Linked DNA regions of Mus musculus: region 2 is linked to region 1. A link is a contact called in public Hi-C data. All regions are on one chromosome and are shown on one strand. Each heading gives the region's core, a stretch centred on a gene start, on an enhancer-like site or on the middle of the called end of the contact. The rest is flanking DNA. Distances are from core to core; before and after follow the strand shown. Region 1 overlaps Rbfox3 (RNA binding protein, fox-1 homolog (C. elegans) 3). Region 2 overlaps Gm35710 (a long non-coding RNA gene).

The links. Hi-C and Micro-C count contacts between places; a contact is called where the count stands out from the background.
Region 2: a Hi-C map of cerebellum shows a contact between it and region 1, with 1.8 times the contacts expected there. The contact joins two enhancer-like sites. A contact is called at or near these places in 1 of 15 datasets of contacts at CTCF or cohesin (stem cell-derived epiblast-like cells), 12 of 484 Hi-C or Micro-C datasets (the N1E-115 cell line, brain, cardiomyocytes and 7 more) and 1 of 115 datasets of contacts at active chromatin or transcription factors (embryonic stem cells).

Annotation. Positions count from the first base shown.
Region 1 is chr11:118,829,272-118,834,180 of GRCm38.p6, forward strand. The region is part of intron 1 of Rbfox3 (RNA binding protein, fox-1 homolog (C. elegans) 3); the gene reads right to left. Among named protein-coding and RNA genes, the nearest start is that of Gm11750, 46 kb to the left of the region's middle. Within about 2 kb of position 2,795, at least 7 of the 459 cell types and tissues checked have an H3K27ac peak or open chromatin away from gene starts, as enhancers often do. A contact at or near this core is called in cerebellum, where this site is marked.
Region 2 is chr11:118,962,099-118,967,007 of GRCm38.p6, forward strand. It overlaps Gm35710 (a long non-coding RNA gene), which reads right to left. Exons shown (of 6, transcript XR_880341.2): 4 at 4,286-4,909. Among named protein-coding and RNA genes, the nearest start is that of Gm35710, 19 kb to the right of the region's middle. Within about 2 kb of position 2,248, at least 19 of the 459 cell types and tissues checked have an H3K27ac peak or open chromatin away from gene starts, as enhancers often do. A contact at or near this core is called in cerebellum, where this site is marked.

The DNA of each region.
Region 1 (4,909 bases), core at 1,545-4,044:
CTGTACAGTGCTCGTCTAGGTGGTGCAGGAAGTCTCCACCCGGAGACCCTCACTCACACATGGCAATGTGCACGCATTCTAGGGACTAAGGTGTGGTATCTTCCGGAGTCCACTCTTCAACCAGCCACAGCTACGCACAAAAACTGCACACAGGGGCTGAGGAGGTAGCTCATTTGTTAGAGTGCTTGCCCGGCATGCACAGAGCACCAAGTTAGATCTCAGCATAAACTGCACACGGTGGGGCAGGCCTACATAATCCCAGAACCTGAGGAGTGGAGACAGGGGAATCAGAATTCCAAAACCAAGTTTGACTCCATACTGAGTCAAGGGCAGACTGAACAAAACTGAGACCCTGTTTTAAAACAACAAATAAAGAAACAATAACAGTAACAATAACAAATAACAAAAAAACCAAGATGCCTCCAGGTATGAGATGGGGTAGGGAGGAAGCATCAGAAATCAGATTTTTTTTTCCTCTCAGGGGATAAACATGACTATTTTTCATAAGGAAATTGTTCTTAGGAAGGTATCTACATAGCCCTGTGAGGGCCAACCATCCCTGCAGGTAAAGAAAGACTCAGAGCCCACTCCTGGAAACCCAGGGGTAGCAGAGAGGCTCCTGGGAAACCCCCAAGTGGGGTTGTGGGGAGAGTGAGGCTTGGCATCAAGTCCCAGAACCCTTCAGCAATCATCATTGCTGTCATCAACACTTGAAGTGAGGGACCACAGAAGACACCAGCCAGGCCACCTCACCCTCCACCACAGCATCCCAGTACACACCAGCCCCATCATGGCTGCCAGCACTGGCTGGGTCTCTCTGCCTACCAGGGCTACAAGGCCAGAAATTCCTGAGCATTGGGCTCTCAAAGCAACAGGTGCAAGGCCCCAGGCCTCTCTGGAGAAGTCCAGGGTGTGTGTTCTGCATTTTCCTTGGGGACCCCAGTGGGCTCCATTCCAGCTGCCCACTACTGTCACCAGGATTCTCCCTCCCCATTTTCCCACACCCCTTCTCCTCTACTTGTCAAAACTGCTTGCCAGAACCAGAGAGATGACTTGGTTGGTAAAGGGCTTGCTTCACAAGCATGAAAACCTGGGTTGGATACCCAGGCCCCAAGGGGAAACACTAGGGAGGCAGAAACAAACATCCCTGAGGCTCTCCTACCAATGAGAATTCTGACCAATGAGTAACTGGCAAATTCAAGGCCAACGAACGACCTGGTCTCAAAGGTGAACAGTGGTGCTGAGGCTGACAAGCAGGTTGACTTCTGGCCCTTAAACACATGTACACCTGCATACATGTGTGCACGCATGCAGGCATGTTACTCTCTGAACCCAGAGAGTAACAAACCCTATACATACTGTTTGATCTTGTACATACAGACCTATGCTAAGATTTAAAAATGAAACACGCTAAGAAATTTGATCTAGGTGGATGGCTGAGCAGGTAAAGGGCTTGCCATGCACTTTACTGAGTTCAGTCCCCACCTAAAAAGCTACACGCAATGGTATCCATCTGTGTATCCAACAGTGGGAGGCAGAGAGTCAGGTCCCAGGGGGTTGCCAACCAGCCAGTCTATCTGAAACGGCCACAGACAGCATACTGCACATGCAGTGAGAGGGCTGATTTCAAAACACGTGGGTAAGAGGAGATTAAGGACGATTAAGACATCCAGTGTTGACATGGGGGGAGGAGGGAGGGTGTGATGCTCATGTGCACATACACACACACACATGTGCACACATGCACACACACAAAACAGAAAGGAGGGGGGATTAATAGTCATAACTAATAGTGAAATAGGACAGTTATAAACATATATTATGAAATTGCTGGTGCTCTAGCTTCTCTTGTGCTACCCAGCAGCCACATCTATCCCGTGACAGTCTGATGACTGAAATGGCTACTAAGTAAACAGCAATGACTACTAAGTAACAATGGCTACAAAGGAAACAGCAATGGCTACTAAGTAACAATGGCTACTAAGGAAACAGCAATGGCTATTAAGTATATAACAAGGAATAGTACATACAATGTAATGGAAGGGGGTGACTGACACCTAGGGTAGATGGAGCAGGACAACAGGAGATTCACCCTATGAGAGCTCTGTGAAACTTAAAACTTAGCAATATTCATTTCTGGAATATTCCACTACAGCCAAGTGCGGACTCCTGAGTATTGCTGCCATCTGTTAAGTGGTTGGTCGCTGTATGGTACCAAGCTCAATGCTCTACCCTCATTCAGTCTATGCCACAAAGGTCTGTCATTGCTTCATTTCCAGTTTGGGGCAGGAAGGCTGAGAAGGAATTGTCTAGGTCACACATACTGGGATGTGGTGGAGGGAGGGTACTTCCTGATCCTCACCCCCATGCACATCACACCTGTAAGTTCCAACCTTGAAAGTTCCCAGTTTAGCATGGAGACTAAACAAGGAAACAAAGATACCTGGGGAAGAGAAGAGAAACTAGGAAAGGAAAAAAAAGAAACAGATCCTCCAAGAGCTGCTGGCAGAAAGAGAAAAGGCCTGGGCTTTTCTGGGGGAGGCTGCACAGGAGCATAAAGAAAGGGGGCAGCAGAGGCCGAGATATGAGCAGTGGCCAGGCTGAGGCTAGGGCCGGTTACCTGCCTGGCCAGATGGAGCACCTTCAGAGGAGGAACCGAGGGTGCAGAAACTCTGGAATTGTCACTTGGCTCCCATGATCCCCAAATCACGAGCCAGAGGAACACCCAGGAGGATGTGAAGTGGCCATCTGCTTGGGGTGCTGGGAAGCGGGTGTTGCTGGGCACAGAGCTGAGCACGTGACCTCCTCCCTCCGAGCCTGTCCTCAGGTTCCTCATACTGTTTAACTCCCCTCCAAGGATGAGCCTCCAAGTAGCCCAGCTCAGCACCCCAAGATCTTGGACCCAAGTGGGGAGAGAAAAGGAGATAGGAATAAGGTCACACAGAGGCCAGTAAGGAATAAGCTGAGCTGACCCCTTCGCATCTGCTCCACCCTGTGTGTTACAGAGGTGGGGGGGTGGGTCAGAAACCACAATCTCATGGAATGCAGGGCAGGGTTCTTCATCATTGAAGAGAAGGAGGCACTGGAATTCAGTCTTCTCCCTATGGAAGCTGTCTCTGGGTGACATGGAAGTGGGGAGTAGGGGGCAAAAACCTGACCCTGTGCTGCTAACTCAGAGGCCTAAAAGGTCTCTAGACCAGTCCTCTACTGATGGCATGGCATCTCCAAGGATGTCTGCCTAGGGGTAGTTATGGCTGATGTCATCACAGCCTGATAATCTAAAAGATCCATCCGGGAAATGGCAGAGCTCCTGCATGAACTCTGATACACTTGGGACCACTGTGGGTGGAGTCAGAGGAACCTGGCCAGAGGTGAGGCTCTGCTATCTACTGACAGAGGTGACTGCCTCCCCTACAGACCAGAAGGAACATGAGTGAGAACCCATAGCCCCTGGATACTGCCTGCTCCTGCTAGATTCTTACATTCAACACCCTCATCTCCTACGTTAGACAGTTGTCCTGGGCCCACGTATATCTTTCATTGTGCATGGATGACCCTAGGCAACCCCATTAGGATGTACCAGGGACATTAGCACTGCCATCCCCAGCTTCACGGCATCCTTTCCACCTGCCATTTGAGGGAGTTCAGACTGGAAGATTCAGGCTCCCAGCAGCACAGTCCTGAGTCAGATGCAAGAAAACCATTATGCATGCCAGTCTTGTGGAGTCACCGAGTATAACTTTAGCTGGTGAGATGGACTGGAACACTAGGGATCCGTATTTCAGCCTTGGGGGAGGGACAGAGGAGGAGGGATAGTCCTGCTGGCTGCCTCCCAGCCATCCTGTCCACCTCAGTGGTCAATGTGGACCTGGGACAAACAGAAGGCTTCCCTTCCCAGAGCCAGGAGGCACGCCCCCACTGCCGTGCCTCCCGTGGCTTTACCGTCTGCACAGGGGAGCTGAAATCAAGGTGTTCTCTGAGTAACAGCTTTGAAGCAGCAGCATGACACCACTAGACTTTACCCCGGATAAGCTATTCACTTGACCACACCCATTCTGCAAGGCAGGGAGTGTGGACCTGGCTCTCAGGAGAAGCTGGCTATAGGCTACAGCCCCCAGAGGACTTGTCCCAGGATGTCATCAGTGAAATCTTGTCAGAGGGTCCAGAGACTCACCTAACAGAGAGGAAGTACCACAGTCATCGTTGAACACATCTGGAAGGCCTGGCTCAGTGAATACTGCTCTTCCTGACCTGGGAATCCCACAGGGTTAACAAGGCCCCTGAGCAAAGAGGTTCAGGCCAGTTTTTCCCCCAGAACCCTCTGCCAAAAGGCTCGCTCTGTCTCTGTCTCTGTCTCTGTCTCTGTCTCTGTGTCTATCTCTGTCACTGTCTCTCTCTCGCTCTCTCGCTCTCTCTCTCTCTAACTGATGTCCAGTCTGGGATAGATGTCCAGTATCAAGGACACAAGGAGGGACTATGGGCCTCAGAGTCCAAGTTTCCACAACAGAAGCTTTGTCAGAGGCCTGCAAATGTCCTGACAGGACGAGAAGCATCTGTGACCCCAGCAGTCATTCAAAGGAACAGGGTGGGGGTGGGGAAGGTGGCAGGAAGCGGGAAAACAGTGCCACCCCTGAGCCCCTGTGGGGACTGAGAGGACCTGCTAGGGCACACCCAACAGGAGCAGCTACCCTGGGCCAGCCTCATCCTTCAAGGAAACTGCTGGGGCATGCAGGGGCCTTTCTAGAGGTTTATGTGCTTTTTATTAATCAATCTCATGGGGCAGCATAGATGCCCTTCCTGGAGGGTCTGCAAGAGACCCAACCTTTGTCCCTTGGGCTTGAAGGTAGGTACAGTGAGAAGTCCCACATCACAGGACAAATGCTCACTCTGCCAGGGCAGAGAAGGGACC
Region 2 (4,909 bases), core at 998-3,497, 130 kb after region 1:
TCAGCTCCCCCCACAGCCCGCCAGCCAGCCCTTCTCCAGGCACAGAAGCAAGGTATGCATGCACCGGATACCCATGCACACCCATGCACATGCATGATACCCATGCACACCTAAGCACACGCATGACAACATGCACTGGACCCTAAGAAGCACATGTGATGTCCCCCGGTCCTGGGCACTCCTAGCCATTTTCCACTTTTCCTGTCTCTGCCTGCTCTGGGAGATCCCAGTAATTTTATGCAGGCACCAGGCCCAGGGCAGTGTCCCCACCAGAATTTTAAGCTCATTGGCTCTGCATCACCTGAGAGACTTACAGTGACGGCTGAGAGAGTCTATGCAGGCTCTCACTGTACTCCATATATCTCAAAAATGCACCTTTGTTCCCTCTGAGTCTGTGAGTGAAGGATAAAACAGAGTCCCGTCCCACTGCCCTAGGTCTCAAAACCAAACTCCTGTCCCTTTAGCTGCTCCACCTGGCTCTATAGGACTAGCAACAAGCCATGTGATGGTTGAGAAGGCTCACCTGCTGCAAACGAGCAGGAGAAAGCCACCTTCGGGGATTCAGAGGGCACTCACTGAGACTGACTCATCCATACCTACTGTAGCCAGGGAAGCAACTTCCTGCCCCATTCGTCATCCTGTTAATGTCACAAAGAAGGGCTTCCAACAGCTTAACTACTCCCTGCCTGGTCTGGTCCCTCTGGGCCAGACTGTGACACAAGGCACATAAGAGGGGCAGTAGGGTAGGTCTTTGCAAATGCTGGTCATTCAGCCACAGAGAACCCATGTCCTGGGATAGCAGGACCCTCCATGGCTGCTTGTAATTTTCCAGATCAAGGATGTATCCAGTAACTCCAGTAGCTTCCTGCCTTGCCCTGAACCCCGGAACACTGTCTGAGGGGCCACATCAGTCCAGCCCCATCCCCTAAACAAAGATCTGGAACGTACCAAGAAGCCATGATGTTCGTTCCTGTGTGGAATCTGACTTTGGTCTCAGTTGGCTCAAAGCAAACAAAAGAGTCTATGAGCAGCCGTGCAGCTTCGAAGCTGGGGAAACTTCTGCTTAAACACACAAGGACATCTCAAGGGTAACCAGTGTAGGCCAAGGGTGTTGAGCTAGAGTCTCATTCTGTAACCCTGGAACTCAATATGTAGCTCAGGCTTGCCTCAAACTCACGGCAGTCCTCCTGCCTCAGCCTCTTGAGTGCTGGGATAACAGTTACGAGCCACCACACCTGGATCAGGTCTCCACTTGTTTGCTGGCTGCTGTCAGGGGCCACTGTAGGCTCCTAGTGGCCTCATTGGGTCCTCACCATGGGCATCCCTCAGGCCAGTGGCAAGGTCTCCCCGTGTTTGGCTACCATAGAACTGTATCTGTAAAGCTGGTTCTGACGAGAGACATGCAGTCAGCTCTCAAAAGCTAGGACTCAGCCGGAAATGGTGACCCCTCTGTAATCACAGCATGTCGGAGGCTGAGGCAGGAGGATTGCTGTGAATTTGAGGTCAGCTTAGGCTGAAGGCCAAGCCAGCCTAGAGGCTACATGAGACATTGTCTCACAGAATAGGGGGTTGCTGGGGTTGGGGAGGGGATGGAGAGAGAAAGGAGAGGAAGGGAGAGAGGTGGGAAGAAAGGGGTCACAAAAGCTGCAGGAGCTGAAGCCTGGCCTGTGGATAACCCACAGCCTTCTGAGACCCCAAGAGGACGTAATGGACAGATGGTCAGGAGGCCTCACAGCTCGCTACATGCCCGCAGACCTGAGCTCTTGCTTGCATTATTTACCTTCTAGTTAGAGAAAGAGGAAAAATGTAAGAGGTGCGCTCACATGACTATTGAGACCCAGAAGTCACAGCACCAGCTCTCTGCAAATGGACCAGGAGAAGCATGCTGTGACCCAGTGTCACCTTGTCAAGGGCCTGAGAGGGGTCCCAGCCACACTGAGCTTCAGGAGAGACAAGAACCCAAGTCACCCTTTCTCTGCTTTCTGTCCTGTGCAGAGCCCTGGCAGGTGGGACAGCGCACGCCCACATGGCAGCCATCTGCTTCCCAAGCTGCAGACCCAAAGTAGGTCCCCTCCAGGGACAAGGGCAGACACAGGCACCCCACAGCCTCATCAGGTTGATTGGGCCTCCCGCCTCCCCTCTCTGTCCAGTCTCTGAGCCGCAGGCTATGCAGAAGTCCAGGCTCACTCCACGCTGGATCTGGGAGGGCACCATGAAGAGGAAGGGGGAAAAAAACACTCTGGGACCAGCCAGGCTGGAGGCTGGGCCGGCACACAAGGCCTGTGCCAAGCCTGCAGCCGTCAAAGTTATTCACGTCTGCATCTGTGGGTGGAAGGCGGTTTCTAGAGGCCCCATTCAAAGTGGACCTGATCCTTTTCTCTTCCAGAAAGACCTGCATGGCTCCGGCTGTCATGGCCAGGCCCTCCCTACAGATGACAACAGAGCTCCCAGCTCCCAGACACACCACCTTCATCCAACGAGGAAGGATAGCAGTGCCCAAGGCTCTCGGTCACCATCCCAATGACCATGGGAGCCCTCTGTGGTGGCGCAGCTTGCCTTGTGGAAGTTCTAACCTCTGCAGCTCAGAACATGCCCTAATTTGGGAACAGGGATTTTACAGATGTAATCTCGAAGGATGAGCCTTTTGGGGTAGGGTGGGTCCAGGACGACAGTGCCCTTATAAGAGAAAACAACCTCAGACAAGAAGGCCAGGGTGGGTGGAGCAGAGACTGTGGTGATCCAGCCTCAAGCAGAGAGAGCAGCACCAAGGATGGCCAGCAGCTGCAGACACTGAACCAGGCAGGCAGATCCTCCCTGAGGCGTGAGCAGGAGCATAGCCTGCCACACCCCAAGTACAGAACTGGGCCTCTGGACTAGTAGCAAGTGCTTTCCTGCAGCCGCAGCCCTCGGTGAGAGGTTCATGTCGCTTCTCCCACGTAGCTAATAAAAGCAACTTAAGGAGGAGATTTACTTAATCTTCTGGCCTACGGGACAGTGCATCATGGCGGTAGGAACATGGGGCAGCTGGTCCTATTGCATCGGCCAGGAAGCAGAGGGTGGTGCAGGCTGGTCTCAATGTCTGGGAGCCCAGCCTGTGGGATGGCGCCACCCACGTTCAGGATGGGTCCTCCCCACTCAATTAAACCTCTCTGGAAACAATTACCTAAGCATACCCAGGTCTGTGTTTCCATGGTGATTGTAAATCCCTATCAAGTTGACGGCAAAGATTAACCATTACAAGGTGCGTTGGTTGCTATGGCCAACCCAGACCCTCACAGGCCTCTCCTGAGGCCCAGGACCATCAGGCATGATCAAAGAACAGTACACTCCCCTGAAAGCCCCAGGAGCTGGGCAGGGTCCTGAGCAGAGCAGAACAGGTTAGATCCCCGCTGGAGCTGGGGAGGGGAATGCGGTGTTCGGAAGCTGCTTGTGGGGTGCTCCCTCCCATAGTCAAGAGATAATCTCAAAGTTGGGGCCCTCCTCCCCAGAGGAGTGCCAGATCCATCGCACTGGATGTCATCAAATGTGTCCAAGGGAAAGGTGGCCGGGATGGGGACCTCAAAGAGGGAAGCAGCAGTGCAGGGTTCTTCCTGCACCTCCTCGCTCTCCTCACCTGTCTCCCTCCTCCCTCCTCCCCCCTCCCCCTCCCCCTCCCTCCTCCCTCCTCCCCCCTCCCTCCTCCCTCCTCCCTCCTCCCCCCTCCCCCCTCCTCCTCCTCCTCCCTCCTCCCTCCTCCCCCCTCCCTCCTCCTTCCTCCCCCCTCCCTCCTCCCTCCTCCCCCCTCCCTCACAGCCATCCTGTCATCATCATGGGTAGGGAAGAGGAAAAGAATGATGGCATCAAAGGAACCTGTCCCTCAAGCCCCCCAATGTTTCACACACCTCCCCTCACCCATCCTCCAAGTGGCAGGAAATGACACCACCCCAAGGCAGTGCACCATGTCCCCAAAGTCTCTGGATAATCCCCATTTCCCAAACTATTTCCTCAAAAGGCTTAAATCAGATGCTGTCTCCTCACAGATGGGCATGGCAGATGAGGTGGGAAGGAAAGGTGTCTTTCTATGACAGTAGTTCTCAGGCTATAGGTCGAGACTCCAATACAGATATTTACATTTCTATTCGTAACAGTAGCAAAAGTACAGCCACGAGGTAGCAATGAAAATACATTTATGGTTGGGGGTCACAACAATAAGAGGGACTTATGAAAGGGTTGCAGCAAAAGGAAGCCATGGGGGTAAGGTAGGGTGGACATCTGGAAAGGGTATGGAAACTTTTCTCATTCTTACCAGGGTCTCCGCAGTTTGCCTCTGAGTGGGAAGCTTTGGAAATGTCGCTTCCACCATCCACCGCTAAAGGGGGCCTGCTCACTCCTGGCCCCAGCATCCCATGTCTAGGTCCTCCAGCCTGCTAGGCTGTCCACGGGAGGCTGCACACACTGGCAGCATCTGGCCCCCACAGGCTCACACGTACTGTATTATTTAACACCCAACCTTTCAGCTTGCATGTGGTACACAATTTATGTTCCCAACCAAGGGACAATAACCGAAGGGATATTTGCAAAAAGCCACGTTAGGTAAATATTTCATGCTCGCTAATGTAATGGCAGGCATGGTGGAGGGGTGGGGGAACAGGAGGGGAGGAAAGTGCACGCCAAGGGGTGGTGGTGACAAGGGTCCCTGTGATCCAGGAAAAGAGCGTCCTGGTCCTGAGTGAAGGCCACAGCCCTCCTCAGGCCAGAGACATATAACCCATCCCACCCCCATTCTCAAGGGGCTCTGGGAGCTGACATGGTTTCTGGGGTTAGAACCCTGATGATGTCAACACTTTAAAAAAGCAAAGTCCCTCCCCAGTCCTATGGGGATTCCTGAAGCAGGATCCCCAGGCCATCAGTGAGAATCTGCAAGCTCCAC